3 separate regions of the Sus scrofa genome follow, and all the other regions are linked to region 1. A link is a contact called in public Hi-C and promoter capture Hi-C data. All regions are on one chromosome and are shown on one strand. The core of a region is the stretch at or near the end of the contact, and the rest is flanking DNA. Distances in the headings are between cores, read along the strand shown. Region 1 holds the start of ARL6IP1 (ADP ribosylation factor like GTPase 6 interacting protein 1). Region 2 has its middle 47 kb from the start of SMG1. Region 3 has its middle 29 kb from the start of SMG1.

The links. Promoter capture Hi-C pulls out the DNA fragments that hold promoters and counts their contacts. A called contact is a pair of places that touch in the nucleus more often than the background predicts.
Region 2: a contact with region 1 is called in a Hi-C map of liver, with 1.9 times the contacts expected there. A contact is called at or near these places in 1 of 5 promoter capture datasets (liver), 7 of 47 Hi-C or Micro-C datasets (adipose tissue, blood, heart right ventricle and 4 more) and 1 of 2 datasets of targeted methods (skeletal muscle).
Region 3: a promoter capture Hi-C map of fetal liver shows a contact between it and region 1, with 2.1 times the contacts expected there. A contact is called at or near these places in 2 of 5 promoter capture datasets (fetal liver and liver), 8 of 47 Hi-C or Micro-C datasets (adipose tissue, blood, heart right ventricle and 4 more) and 1 of 2 datasets of targeted methods (skeletal muscle).

What each region holds. Positions count from the first base shown.
Region 1 is chr3:26,759,182-26,762,008 of Sscrofa11.1, reverse strand. It overlaps ARL6IP1 (ADP ribosylation factor like GTPase 6 interacting protein 1), which reads right to left and starts at 1,364. Exons shown (of 6, transcript NM_001244213.1): 1 at 1,250-1,364. The coding sequence starts at 1,285.
Region 2 is chr3:26,605,535-26,608,361 of Sscrofa11.1, reverse strand. No RefSeq gene overlaps it. Among named protein-coding and RNA genes, the nearest start is that of SMG1, 47 kb to the left of the region's middle.
Region 3 is chr3:26,622,973-26,625,799 of Sscrofa11.1, reverse strand. No RefSeq gene overlaps it. Among named protein-coding and RNA genes, the nearest start is that of SMG1, 29 kb to the left of the region's middle.

The DNA.
Region 1 (2,827 bases), core at 115-2,614:
AATATTTCTGACTTTATATACTATGTTTAATAAGTTAAAAAAGATTATCATGTGCCAGAAACTCTGCTAAATGTTTTCTGTGTTTATATTTTAATCATTTCTCGTAACAAACTGAAAGGAAGATGTTATTATTTTCATTTTATAGATAAGGACACTGAGATACACAGAGGTTAACAGATCTGAATCTGGCAAATCCAAGGCCAAAGGCCTGTCCTTAAAGCCACACTGCTCTGCAGAGAGAGCAGCAGAGCAGAGCCCATATCGGTTGTCTCAACAGCTGTGTAAACTTGGGCAACTTCTTTGTGCTACAATCAATTCTTAAAACGAAGCTGGCTGGGGCTAACTAGGCTTACCACAGAGAAGAGGTTTTTGCTGTGTGTGTGTCATGGGGCAGAGGTCATACGTTTCTAAAAATCAATGCAAAACGAAAATCATGCACAATCAAAACTGCCCTGCAAAGTCACTTAATTCATTAGCACTCTCCCTGGGGAAAATGCAACGTAGAAAATGGACTGATCCTTCCTTCCCTTTTGCCTAGATCCTGCGTGATTCTCAGTGAGGTTAAAATTGTCTGCCTGTGATAGAACCTCACTGCATTTCCTTTAGACCCCTGCTTACTCGAAAGTCCTCCCGTGACCCTCCCCCTTCCCCAAAGGTTTATCAGTTACAGACTAACGCCGAGACCTCCCATAGTCCTTCCGGCTGGACTCTTACTTTCGGTTCCCAGCGGTGAGTTTGCAGCCTCGCTGCCGTGTTAAGCTGTGCCAGCTCTAACAAATTATCGGCAGCAACCCTTTGACCCTCAACCCCTGACCAAATACTGGGGAAAAGGGCGAAAGGATGTCCTGCTTAAGATGAAAGAGGGAAAACCCGGATACCGCTGGGGCCTGGGCCCCCCGAAGCACTCGACAGGGCACTCGCGGCCCTCAGCCAGTGACTGCACCCCAGGCGGGTCCCAGCCCCTCTTCTCTCGCTTCCTCCTCAACCTCTATTCGCGGTGAATGATCACGCGCCCTCGCTCCGTCGCGAACCGTCCCCAAGGGATGTTAGGCGTGGACACGACTAGTGACCGCCAAGCAAGGCTCACCCACGACATCCAAAGGGCAGGAGTCGTCGCCTGCACCTGGGCACCGGGAGAGGAGGCCGGGCCCGCGGCAGGTGATAGGAACGAAGCCGCAGCGCCGTCCCATGGAGCCTAATATCCAGAAACCCAGCGCATTTCCCTCACGACGAAGCCGCCAGGACTCACCAGCAGATTGGTGCTGCGATTATCTCCCTCTGCCATCGTCCCTGAGGTGTCGTCTCTAGGAGCGAAAGACGCCACAAAACCAAGAGCTCTCTCGAACCCCTTAAGGCTACCCTGGCATCAGGGTACGCCCCGCAAGCCGCTTATATAGGCTGGATGCCTTTCCCGACAGACCCCGCGAAGCTCGCTCCTCATTGGGCAAATCAAGATGAAGCTGAAGCCGGGGCGGCCAACCGCTGTCCAGCGCATGTCTTGAAACCGAGGTCAAAGGAGAGTGAGAACGCCGGGGCCGAGGAGGCGGGGACACTGAATGACCAATCAGCGCCCAGGAGGTGTGCGACGCCCCGCCCAGGCCTTTCAGAAGCGGTTGAACGGCCGCTGCCCGGGGCCTGGTGTGGCCTCAGTATCCCCGGGGCCTGTGGGAACCGTAGCTCTCGGACGCTCTTTCAGGGGGACCTCAAAGCAGCCAAGGAGACTCTCCGGAATTAGTCCTCGAGGAAATATGCCACCCAGTATCAGGCGGAAGGCAGAGGTGGTCATGTGACGCTAACTTCATTGTGATTAAGGGGGCCGGCTGGGATCCTCTTAACAGAAGCAGCCTGTGGCCCTCGCCCCAGCTGTTCCCCGTCGGCCCCGCCTTCTGATCCCTGCTCCCGCAGCCTTGAGCAGTTTAGCCTGGATTTATGACTCGTGCCCATCTCGTGAGGTTTCGCGGACAAATGAATAGGGCTATTTATGTAGATTTTTTTTCCGCAATGTTACTCCCCTTTAAGGCCTTAGTTTGATGGGGGTAGGAGAAAATCTTGGCGTAGTTCGACAACTTGTGAAAAATGCATTGACTTAAAAAAATCGGCTTGTTTATATAGGGTGTTTGGGGAAATTCTTTGTGGGGTAAACTACGAACTCCCTCTCCAAAAAGGGACTTGTTTTGACAGATCTTTTTACATTAGAGGTCATGCTAAGGAAAGATGTCAACTCTCTCATAAGGGTGGAATGAATTGGAATTTAAGAAGCAGATGAATGCCAGGGGAGCGGCCAAACAAAAACAAAAACTAGATGAGCTGTGTTGAGAAATCTTTTCTCTCCAGGACTTCACAAAAATGTATTTAAAAAATGCTTTCATTTTCATTGCTCGAAATATGCTAAATGTTGACCTGGTCAGATGTCTTTTTGAGGAAAACTTAGCATAGCTTTTAACTTTTTATAGTCTTCTATATTATGCCATCGTTTGTTTTTGGGTTTTTTTGGTATCTCATGTGGCATTTTTTTATTATACTATTAACCAATTGTGTTTTTTTTTTCCCCGCTGTACAGCATGGGGACCAAGTTACACTTACATGTATACATTTTTTTCCACCCTTTGTTCTGTTGTGATATAAGAATGTAAGTTTCTTTTTTTACTGTGAAAAAAAATAAAGCATCTGATCAGGTATAAACACTTGGAGGGAGATTAAAAAAAAAAAAAAAGCCTCTGCAAGGGAAGGGGACTGACTCTTCAGTAAAGTTCCACTTAGGGAAATGTTGGGGAGAAAAACAGGTTATGCAGGTAAAATGCAGCCAGTTGATATATCCCATTTGGGG
Region 2 (2,827 bases), core at 87-2,586, 150 kb after region 1:
TCACAGAGCAGCCAAGCCTAGTCCTTCAGCCTCTCGATGCCTTAACACAGCTGTTGATCTTGGAGCAGTTATGGAAAGGCTGGATAAGGGAGTTCCTGTTGTGCCTCAGTGGATTATGACCTGATTAGTACCCATGAAGATGCAGGCTCAATCCCTGGACTCACTCAGTGGGTTAAGGATCCTCCAGCATTGGGGTGAGCTGTGGTGTAAGTTGCAGATGTGGCTTAGATCCCAAGTTGCTGTGGTTGTGGTGGAGGCCAGCAGCTGCAGCTCCAATTCAACACCTAGCCTGGGAACCTCCATATGCCTCAGGTGCAGCATTCCACCCCCCTAAAAAAAAGAAAAGGCCAAAAAAAGAAAGAAAAGAAAATGCAGCTTGGGCTAGAGTTCTGAGGCCCATGGAAGCCAAGTAAAAGAATTTTAATTTGGGAAGTTCCCATTGTGGAGAAGCAGGAACGAATCTGACTAGTAACCCTGAGGTTGCTGGTTCAATCCCTGGCCTCACTCAGCGGGTTAAGGATCTGGTGTTGCCGTGAGCTGTGGGGTAGGTCGTAGATGTGGCTCAGATCCCACATTGCTGTGGCTGTGGCATAGGCCGGCAGCTACAGCTCCTAATCGTCCCCTAGCCTAGGAACCTCCATTTGCCAAGGGTGCAGTCCTAAAAAGCAAATTAAAACAAAAAAACCCAAAAAAACAAAGAAAGAAAGAAAGAAAAACAATCTTCATTGGGAACCAACACGTTTTGTTATTACAGGGGTGTGACACGATCAGTTTGCCTTTTAGGATGCTGCTGCTGCTGCTGCTGCTGCTGCTGCTGCTGCTGCTGCTGCTGCTGCTGCTGCTGCTGCTGGCAGTAACTCCAGGAGATGGAGAGAAAGGTGAGAGATTAGAAGCAGCAGATCCATTTGGGAGTAATAATGTAACTGCTGAGAGAGTGAGATGCTTAGGCTTCTGTAACAAAGTGAACTTAGAATAAGATGTTTGTTTCTCTTTCACATAACAGTCCATGTTGGAGGTCTAGGGCTGGGATTGTGGGACTTGGGCTGCTGCTGCTTCTTTTTTTCTCTCTCTCTCTTTTAAAATTAAATTAAATTGTACTTTTTTATTGTTGGGCTTCTTCCATCTTGTTTTGCATTCTCAACACAGCTTCCACCTTAGGGTTCAAAAACCTGCCTGCGTATCTACATTCCAGCTAGAGAGAGGAAGAGGGAAGGTGAGTGGAAGACAAGCTCCTCGCCTTTAAGAGCACAAACTGGAAACTGCATACATTACCTCTGCTGCCACGTCATAGGTCGGAACTCAGTCACATGGCCACACCTGAAGCAAAGGAGGCTGCGAAATGTAGTCTTCATTCTGGTTGGCCATGCCTTCGGGAAGGAAGGTGAGATTAGTCAGGAGGGACAGCTAGCCTTCTCCATCCCAGCCCTCACAAGGATGAGGGAGACAAGGTGCCAGCATCAAGGGCTCTTTCTGAGCTGTAACAGGATTCAGCAGTTGAATGAATGAGGGGGATGAGAGGAAGGGAAGGACCTCGGATGACAGTGAGGTTTCTTACTTCTTACTGATTAAGCAGACACTTGGCCCGTGGGGTCTGGAACACCTACACCCCCTCAGCCCCCCGATACGTGCCGCTCCTCCCTTGGCAAATACAAAACTTCTGATGATTCTTCTCTTCTCCCCAGCTCACTGGTCTCCACCCCCAAATGTACTGCCAGCTGCTGTTTACTTAGGAAATGAAAACTAATTTTAGTGATAACTTTAGAACAACCTAATTTCAAAGCAAATCAGCTGCTACCATCACATATGGACAAGGGACATCAAAGGCAAATAGCTATGACTTCGGACCTACAGGTTCTGTGAAATTATCTATGCCACCGCCTGACTCTACTGTGGATGTTAAGATAACCATTTTCCCCATGAATTCTGAAAAGACCACGTTCATTGCATTCGCTTTTTCCTCCACCTGGAATGTTGTTCCGTTAAGGTCTCTGCTCAAATGTCATCTGATCAGGGCCAGGCTGTGCCAACCAGCACCCACTCACCCTGCTCATAGTCACCACCCGCTTAACCACTTTAGCGTTAGTCACAGGACCGATCACCATTTGTATGTATATTGATATATCTACTTGTCAAGGAATTTATTGTATCTCCTCACACCTTTAGTAGGTTACAGGCTCCATGAGGGCAGCAGCTCGTGCCTTCTGGTCACTGCTGTTTCTCCAGTACCTAGAACCGGTGGAATATCTTGACATCTGTTTTTGCATGGCCTGCAAAAGTGGAAGGTATGAAAAATGGACACTTCAAACAAGCTCCTGGTGGCAATGTTATTCAAAAACCCAGTTTTCTGGGGGTTCCCACTGTGGTGCAGTGGGTTTTGGATATGGTGTTGCCAGAGCTGTGGCATAGGTTGCAGCTGCAGTCCTTGGCCTGGGAACTCCCATATGCTGCGGGTGCTGACAAAACCAAACCCCTGCCACATTTTTCTGGTAAACAATTTGGCTTGACTTTCTATGTGTCAATCCCAAGGATATTATCAACAGTCTAGACAAATATTTACAATAGAGATTGACAAATCTTTTCTTTTCTTTTTTTTTGGTATTTTTGTCTTTTTAGGCCACACCCGAGGCATATGGAGATCCCTGGGCTATAGCAGCCGCTGGCCTACATCAGAGCCATAGCAATGCCAGATCTGAGCCTTGTCTGAGACCCACACCACAGCTCATTGCAATGCTGGATCCTTAACCCACTGATCGAGGCCAGGGATCAAACCCGTGTCCTCTAACTGCTGAGCCAGGACAGGAACTCCGAGATTGACAAATCTTTTCTG
Region 3 (2,827 bases), core at 85-2,584, 140 kb after region 1:
ATAGAACTGGAATTCTTAAAGAGGCCTGTTATTTCATTTAGCATGGATAAGCAATGATGTCCTGCTCTACAGCACAGGGAACTATATCCAATCTCTTAGGATAGACCGTGATGGATGATAATATGAGAAAGGGAATGTATATACATGCAAGACTGGGTCACTTTGCTGTACAGTAGAAACTGGCACACATAGTCAATCAACTATACCTTAATTTAAAACAATGTTGTTGTTTTTTTTTTTTTTTTAAAGAGTCTGGGAATATTCCTGTGTCTTAAGGTCATTACCTGGCCAGCCCCAGGTGAATGGTGGGCTCAGGAGGGTTCGTGTGATTTCCAAATTCTGAGAAAAAGGTATATAGTTCCCAATATTCAAAAACTGAGAAATTACAAACAAAAATTCAGATTTTTTTTTTTTTGCTCTTTTTTAGGGCCACACCCACGGCATATGGAAGTTTCCAGGCTAGGGGTCCAATCAGAGCTACAGCTGCTGGCCTACACCACAGGCACAGCAATGCAAGATCCGAACCACATTTGCAACGTACACCACAGCTCATGGCAATGCCGGATCCTTAACCCAGTGAGCAAAGCCAGGGATCAAACTGACAATTTCATGGTTCCTAATTGGATTTGTTGGGCTGTACCATGACAGGAACTCCAACAAAAATCCAGGTTTTTTGTTTGTTTCCTTTGAAATCTGGAAGCATCGGGCTCACATTTTTTTCAGAATAATAAGGAGAAAGGCTGATTACTGGCTGCCTTTACCGCATTTAGATTTTTTTTGGGTCAGGGGGCAGGCCTGCCACAGGCAGATGTTCCTGGGACAGGAGTCAAATCCGACCCACAGCAGTGACAACACTAGGTCCTTAACCATGGGGCCACCAGGGAACTCTTAGATTTTTACCTAGGCCTCTTTAGGTATCTGAATTTACACCCTGGAATGTAAAGCCCCTTATTGTATAAGCACGGAAAAAAAGCATAGCAAAGTGACTTGCCAGGAGGGATCCTGGTGTCCTTGCTCCCAGCCATGGGCTCTTTCCAGACTCCTTGCCCAGATACAGTCATCCTGAAAAATCCCTGTTTGTCCAGACAACACACACACACCCTATGTAGAGATGCACGTACAGCCACGCTTCACTTTTGAAATGAGGAAAATATGCATTGTTAGTAAAAAAAGAAAAAAAAAAGATCTCGTAGGTTAAAAAAAATTGCAAATTTCTGTTGCCTTTGGTCACCACGTCGGCCTATTTTAATCTGGACCTCTTTCCACTTCTTTAAGGAAATAGTAAATCCAGGTTAATATTTATTCCAATTCTGAGTCAGGCTTGGTTTCACTTTCTAAATTTGTGATCTGGTGAGATGTTGAGACATAATGAAATAAGAAATTGGAGGGTGGGGTGGGGAGAGTAAGAAACAATTGGTTTCATAACAACTCCTCCTGGCAGCAGTAATTAAACAGTGTAGGAATTAATAAGATGATGAACAGAATATATCTAGAATACGGCATAGAATATGGTCATTTAAGTGCTTCTTCCTCCCTTACTCTGCAGGGTCCCCTTGAGGTGCTCTTTGAATTTATCTCCCCGTCCTCAGTCGTGCTCCCCTCCCCCAGGTGGAGCATCCATTGGTGGGGGAGGGGGAGTGTGTCGGAGAACCAGAAACACAAAAGCAGCAACCTCTGGACCCGGTTCAGTAAATCATTGATCTGCTAGGTCCGTAAGTGTCCAACACCCACTTCCGATTGTGTTTTTTGGACCCCAGGCCAGTGCTTGTCACATGTGAATGTGCTTATGAGTCACTTGGGATCCTGTTGAAGTGGGGACTGATTCAGCAGGTGGGGGCCGGGGCCTGAGAGTCTGCATTTCTTTCTTTCTTTCTTTTTTTTTTTTTTTTTTTTTTGCTATTTTAGGGCCACATCCACGGCATATGTTAGGGGTCTAAACGGAGCTGAAGCCGCCGGCCTATGCCAGAGCCACAGCAACGTCGGCTCTTTAACCCACTAAGACAGGCCAGGGATCGAATCTGCATCCTCATGGATCCTACTCCGGTTCATTACTGCCAAGCCGCAAAGGGAACTCCAGATTCTGTATTTCTGATAAGCATCTGAGTGAGGGAGTTCCCTTCGTGGCGCAGTAGTTAACGAGTCCGACTAGGAACCATGAGGTTGCGGGTTCGGTCCCTGCCCTTGCTCAGTGGGTTAACGATCCGGCGTTGCTGTGAGCTGTGGTGTAGGTTGCAGATGAGGCTCGGATCCCGAGTTGCTGTGGCTCTGGCGTAGGCCGGTGGCTACAGCTCCGATTCGACCCTTAGCCTGGGAACCTCCATATGCTGCAGGAGCGGCCCAAGAAATAGCTAAAAAGACAAAAAAAAAAAAAAGGCATCTGAGTGATGTCAGCGGAGGCTGCAGGTCTGGTGATCACAGTCTGGCACAGTGAGGCCCTAGAATAGAGCAGAGTTTTTTACACTCACTTCCCCATTCGAATTACCTGGGGGTATTGTTTGTTTGTACGGCTGGATCCTTAACCCACTGAGGAGGCCAGGGAATCAAACCTGCGACCTCATGGATGCTAGTCAGATTCATTTCTGCTGAGCCACAATGGGAACTCCTGCCTGGGGAATCTTTAAGAACTCCTGATGCTTGGGTTCCAAGCTGGATTCTGACTTAATTAGTGTGGGTGAAGCCTGGGCATTAGGATTTTTTGAAGCTTCCCCAGAAATTCTAGCACAATTTGAGAAGCACTGCCCTAGGGGATAGAGTAGTTCTCAAATATTCGTTTACATCAGGGTCAGCCAGAGGGCTTGTTAAGACATACAGCTTGGAGTTTCTGTGG